Regions from separate parts of the Mus musculus genome. Here region 2 is linked to region 1. Evidence: chromatin contacts called from public Hi-C data. All regions are on one chromosome and are shown on one strand. Each heading gives the region's core, a stretch centred on a gene start, on an enhancer-like site or on the middle of the called end of the contact. The rest is flanking DNA. Distances are from core to core; before and after follow the strand shown.

Region 1 (2,913 bases), core at 407-2,906:
ATAACGTTATCCAAATATTTATGTCTTGGTTGCAGAAGGCGGTAGGCAAACACTGAAGGGGCTTTCAAGGGCAGCCATAAAGCTGATTAAGAGGCTCTGGATTCAAAGAGCTATGTTAGGTTTATTTTAGTAACAACTAGGTGGATACCTGATAACTACCCACAAGTACTTGGAGAATAAAGGATAACTGCCGTTATTCACGCCTCGGTAACCCACAGGCAAAATTGCTATAATAAACATGCATTCTGTCTACTGCCTACAGGACAGTTTTGATCTCAGTCTGAAAAGCCCCAGCCCAACCAAATGGCACCTTCTTCACAAACTCCCAGGGAGGGAGAAGCAGGGTCCAGTGTTGAATGGAACATAGTCCCTCAATGTAATGAGGTCCAGTGGAAGAAAGATATATATGAACAGATTCCCTCAAAACACTTTTCCTCCTTGAAGTGAGTATCTCTAAGGGAATGGAAAAGCCCATGGTAGAGTTGCTCCAGGGTTTCAAAAGGACTTTGGATTCAGTCTGAGAGCCTAAGTGGCCACAAAAAATCTGAAGGAACCCCTCTTGGGAACTGCTGGCAAATTGCTTGCTTATAAGGAAGGGGACTTGGGTTCGAGTCCCAGAATACACATAAAACCGCTGGGTATCGTGGCCCAAGCTTGTCGTCCCAGTGCTAGGGAATGAAGCCAGTGGAACCCATGGGGTTTGCTAACTAGTGGGCGTCTGGACTAACTGGTGGACTCAGGGTTTAGTGAGAGATCCTACCTCAAAGGGTTCTTGATGATAACATCTGAGGTTGACTTCTGGGCTTTATATCCATGCACACACATGGACATATAGACTATATAGATAGACACATGTGTCCCTGCATACACATGAACGTCCATAGACACATATACACACTGAAAAAGAAACAGACCCTCTTGGTGCGCTGTGAAGATGCCATAGGCTACTTGGGGTTAGATTTAGCTTCTAACATCATGAGACTTGGGACCAATGTTGTTACAGTCAGCCTGGGAAGTTGGCTGCACATGGAGGTTTCCTGTAATATTTTACACCACCAGTGTTTACTATTTGTTTTTAAGCAAACTGAAATGTAACCGTATCAAGGACTATAAATATGCTTCCCGAGGTGTAGTCTCACCTAATTCAATGTTTTGACATCTTAAGTTTAGTCATACATCGTAAAGTGTGTATGCATCGCACACTGAGCACTTTGGCTCCGTCTAAATGCTGCCAGTTAGTTAAGTAAAAATAGGAAACGTGCATTCAATCACTTGGCCCTGGATTTCTTGGATGTTTTACATCAGAAAGATAGATAAGTGCATAATTCAGACATTTTTAGAAGGTCGGTAGACATGGCTCAACTTGGGTCAGAGACACTTGCTGAGGGGCTGGGGGCTGTAATTCAGGCTGTCCCACGTTGTTGCTCAAGTGGGTGCCTAGGAGGGGACTTTGTCGGCACAAAGGAAGCCCTTTCAATAATGAGCACAAAGGCTTGGGAGCAAGAAAAGCCATTAAATTCACTCCCATGTTTCCACTAATGGCAGTTATAAAGCAAGGCAGAGAGTTAAAGTGGAGCTGGGCAGCAGCTGAAGCTGGTGCCTTCTCAGATGTCTGCTGAAGCAGGATTCTTTCACCGCTCTTCCTGACCACAAAAGGGCAGTGCAGGCAAGAGTGTTCCAGTAGACGCACAGAGAAAGTCAGCACACTTGGTTCTCCGGCTGCCTGCCTGCCTGCCAAGTGTCAAAGCTGGACTTCTGCCACTGCTTAATACCAGGGCGACGTGTTCAGACAATTGTTTTAAAAAAAACAAACAAGCAAACAAACCACACTCTCAAGGTAATCTGCTAAGTTGTGGCTACTCGATAAATATAAAGCCACCACAACAGTGAGAAGTGAGTCAATTTTGTCTGTGTTTCTGCAGTTGGAAAGGCATTGCCAAAGTGCACCAGCAATTGTCTAGAAGATAGGATCCCATTCTGGCCATGGTGGCTTTGCTGTCAGATAAATTTAATTTGCTGCTCATCTCATTAAAAATGGGCATGCTACCCAGGCGTGGTGGCGCATGCCTTTAATCGCACCACTTGGGAAGCAGAGGCTGGTGGATCCTTGTGAGTTCGAGGCCAGCCTGGTCTACAAAGGAATTCAGAGAAACCCTGTTCTGAGAAAACAAAACCAACCAACAACCAGACAAATAAATAGATGTCCTGTCAGTTAATAATCTATATGCTGAGAGATTTTAATTAAATTTGCAGTAGCACTGGTGAAGGACTCTAATTTGTACAAATAATTCCTTCCAAGGTTGGGCGCCATTGAAAATTTCCCTCAGCTTCCTAAATGGGCTCTGTGGAGGTTTCTACCCCTGTCTAGAGATAGCATTTCTGCAGGTAGGAGGTGAATTATTTTAATACTCATTTAATTTTTGGTCCCTCTACTTTCTGGTTACATGTAGGGGGCCAATTAGCACTGATTGCTGTAATAATTTTGCATATTGGACACCTGTCACCTATGGAGCAGACGAAGACCACGAACCTAATTTCACGTGGGCCACCAAATAGTCTTGACTACTAACTATCAGGCATCTTGACTGCATCTTCTTCTCCTGCTCTGCCCTCTGCCCCTTCATAAACACATGACCCCCAGTAATCATGTACGCTATGAAAATATCACTTTGGAGAGAAGAAATTGTGAATTCTCTGATTTTTCATGACTGTGTTTTGGAAAACACAGCACTTGGTCGAATTATTTCTCTAGTACATGGTAGCAAGCATGTAATGTGGAATATATTTTAATTGCTGTGATGTAAATGAGGCTTTGGGGTCATGTTACAGAGTGTTAACTGAAAGATCCAGCTATGACTTTAGCATGCCTGCAGGCCTTTTAAATTGTTATGGGAAATTGCAGCATTCAATTGA
Region 2 (2,700 bases), core at 6-2,505, 320 kb after region 1:
AAAGTGGGTTGTGAGACACTTATGTGATCCCAACTTAACGAATTAAGAACACAACGGCGTTTTACTTTTGGAGATAATCAGAGAAATTTAAACATGTGTGTGTTGGCTGTTGTTAGTTATTTTGTGCCAGGTCAGATGATGGTGTGGTACCCTGACAGGACTGAACAAAAACAGCCATATATTTATTTCTCTGCTGTGTGATCCACTTAGCTATGCAATTGAGTTTATGTTTATAGGCTTGCAATTAAATTTCACAACTCACTTAGTGACTATGAACATTGAATAGAATTTAAGATCCTTAAATGGGAGAATTTGATTTTCGATCATTTTTATGTGTGATTATGGCTATGTGCACTTACTCACGCATAGCCAGGTGCACATAAGTGTGCACACAGTGCATGGAAACCAGAGGACATTTTGGTTGTCATCCTTAGGAAGCCTCCTTGGTGACAGGTATTTCCATTGGCCTGGAGCTTACCAATTAGGCTAGGCCTCCTAGCCTGGGAACCCCAACTTCTGTCTCCTCACTGCTGGGATGGTCATCTTTTGGGCCCCGGTTGGAACACGGTGAAAAGAATGATGGATGGTGAATGATGCTTTGGGGAACTGTGGGAGAGGCTCTGGAGAAAGGGCAGAGGGCCTTTTACCTCAGGAGCACTTTGTTCCTTGGATTGCTTTTGGATGTGATTTCATGTCTCCTGTGTTAAGCATGTGCCTTCAATTGACAAGACATGTTTATTCTTGTTGGATGTCAGAAAATAGCTATAGTGCCCACTCTGGTCATTATATCCTGAATCAGGATATGGCCTTCTGCTTTGCCTCTGTGTTTTCCCAGATATAATTTAGAGTACTTGCCAGGTAATTGTATTAAAATTGGTCTGTTCTGAGAAAGTTCTGGGGAAGGGCTGCTCTGTTGATATTTAGTATATGCTAACCTATATTTATTTACATGTTTTTTTTTTTTTTTTCTGACCATGTTTGTCTGAACTCACATAACCTTCCTTGGATTCTTACTTCCTTTGTCACATATGTGTGTGTGTGTGTGTGTGTGTGTGTGAAAGAACACTGAAACTGAAGTGAGTTTGTCTAAGCATCAGACCGTACTTCACCCTGTTCTTTTAGATCCTCATATTCCCTGGTCCAGCAGACAAGATCTGCACAGGTTGGCTGAAAAGTCAACACCCCTATGCCTAGCATTTTGGCTGGCATCCTGGGGCTTGAACTTTGATCTCCACTGCTGGAGGGCCAGCACTTTCCCAACCGAGCCTTTCCCTCAACCCGGAGAGTTTTATCTTTAACCAGCTTAGAGTCTGCCAGCTCTCTAACAGCCTCTGTTTTGGTTTCGTGAGCTCAGAGATCTCAGATGATCATGCGAAAGGCTGAAGAACATTTATATAGTTAGAGTGAGCTTCTTCCAGCCAGAGTCTGGCAGGTCAGATAAGAGACACACGATACTCAACCAATCAAGGCCTCACTCTAGTCTCTCTCTCTTTTTGTCTTAATTTTCATGTTTGTTGTGTTAACATTGGTTCTCCCTCACCCCCACCCCTGTCTATGTTTACGCTCTCACCTGTGACAAATGTCGGTTTCACAGCTGACTTCCTGCTGGTGCCTGTCATATGTTGGCAATATTCAGCCAAGCATGTAAAACAAAACAAGTAACACCCTACAGATGAAATGAAAACAACGCCATTCACACGATCATGATGTCAGAACGACCACTTTTCTCTGAGCTTCCTTAAGGAATTCAGTGTTTTGGGGGTGGGGAAGAGGAAGAGCCTGATTGATGGAGGATGACCGGGTTGGAAAGGTGTGATGCTCCTGTCCCGTCCAGACAATGAATGACGACCAGAAAGAACACGGGGGAGCTTTCCCTCACCCAGAATGTACATGCAAATACTTGCTCAAGCTCAAATCCCCTGCCTGATGCACACAGATGAGACTAGCTCCCAGTGATGAGATAGGGTTGCTTACTGCAGATTGGAGCCCCGAAAGCTAAATCTACCACTCTGAAATCCTGTGTCTACACATCACTTTTGCTGAAGTGGGAGGAAAAGCCTGTGTGGCTACCACCTAAGGTGAGATGTGCTTGTGATTTCTGAAACCCTGCAGCCAAAGGTCTTAATCAGTCTATCCCCAACCCAAAAGAATATATCATGGCCAATCCTTCCTGAGGGATTTCAGGAGAGATCTCAGAAAAAGAGAAAAATCCAAAGATCACGGCACTAGTCTGAATCAATTCACAGAACATTTCTGGGGAGGTCAGCTCTTCTCTAGTTTTCTTGGATTTAGTGACTTTTTCTTCCATGGAGTATCAAATAGTCATCAACCATAACAGAAGAGAGAGCTGGGTACTTAGCCTTGACCCACGGTCTTTTAGGGGTCACCTATGAGTGCTAACCACCCCAAATTAATTACTTATGAGACACAAAACTCTTTAGAAATTCCTTGTGAATACCTAAAATGATCATTTTTTTTCCTTTGCACCTACTTATACAACAAGCATCCATTAAGTTTTAATTATTTCCCTTCATCAGGCCTTTCATCTTGGTGTTCCCTCTACTGCTAGAGGCCTTTGAAGATGGAGGCTTGGATTTAATATATACAGTTCATCGGAGGACTTAACTTTGGGCTATACAGGTTCACAGCTTATTATTTGAAACTGAGGCCTAGCTACTTCTCCTACACACAAAAAAATAT

The links. A called contact is a pair of places that touch in the nucleus more often than the background predicts.
Region 2: a contact with region 1 is called in a Hi-C map of liver, with 2.9 times the contacts expected there. The contact joins two enhancer-like sites. A contact is called at or near these places in 6 of 484 Hi-C or Micro-C datasets (liver and uterus), 1 of 115 datasets of contacts at active chromatin or transcription factors (hepatocytes) and 1 of 9 other capture datasets (embryonic stem cells).

Annotation. Positions count from the first base shown.
Region 1 is chr8:48,689,150-48,692,062 of GRCm38.p6, forward strand. It overlaps a transcript of Tenm3 not described here. Among named protein-coding and RNA genes, the nearest start is that of Tenm3, 16 kb to the left of the region's middle. Within about 2 kb of position 1,657, at least 19 of the 459 cell types and tissues checked have an H3K27ac peak or open chromatin away from gene starts, as enhancers often do. A contact at or near this core is called in hepatocytes and liver, where this site is marked.
Region 2 is chr8:49,005,191-49,007,890 of GRCm38.p6, forward strand. It overlaps a transcript of Tenm3 not described here. Among named protein-coding and RNA genes, the nearest start is that of Gm25830, 48 kb to the left of the region's middle. Within about 2 kb of position 1,256, at least 4 of the 459 cell types and tissues checked have an H3K27ac peak or open chromatin away from gene starts, as enhancers often do. A contact at or near this core is called in hepatocytes and liver, where this site is marked.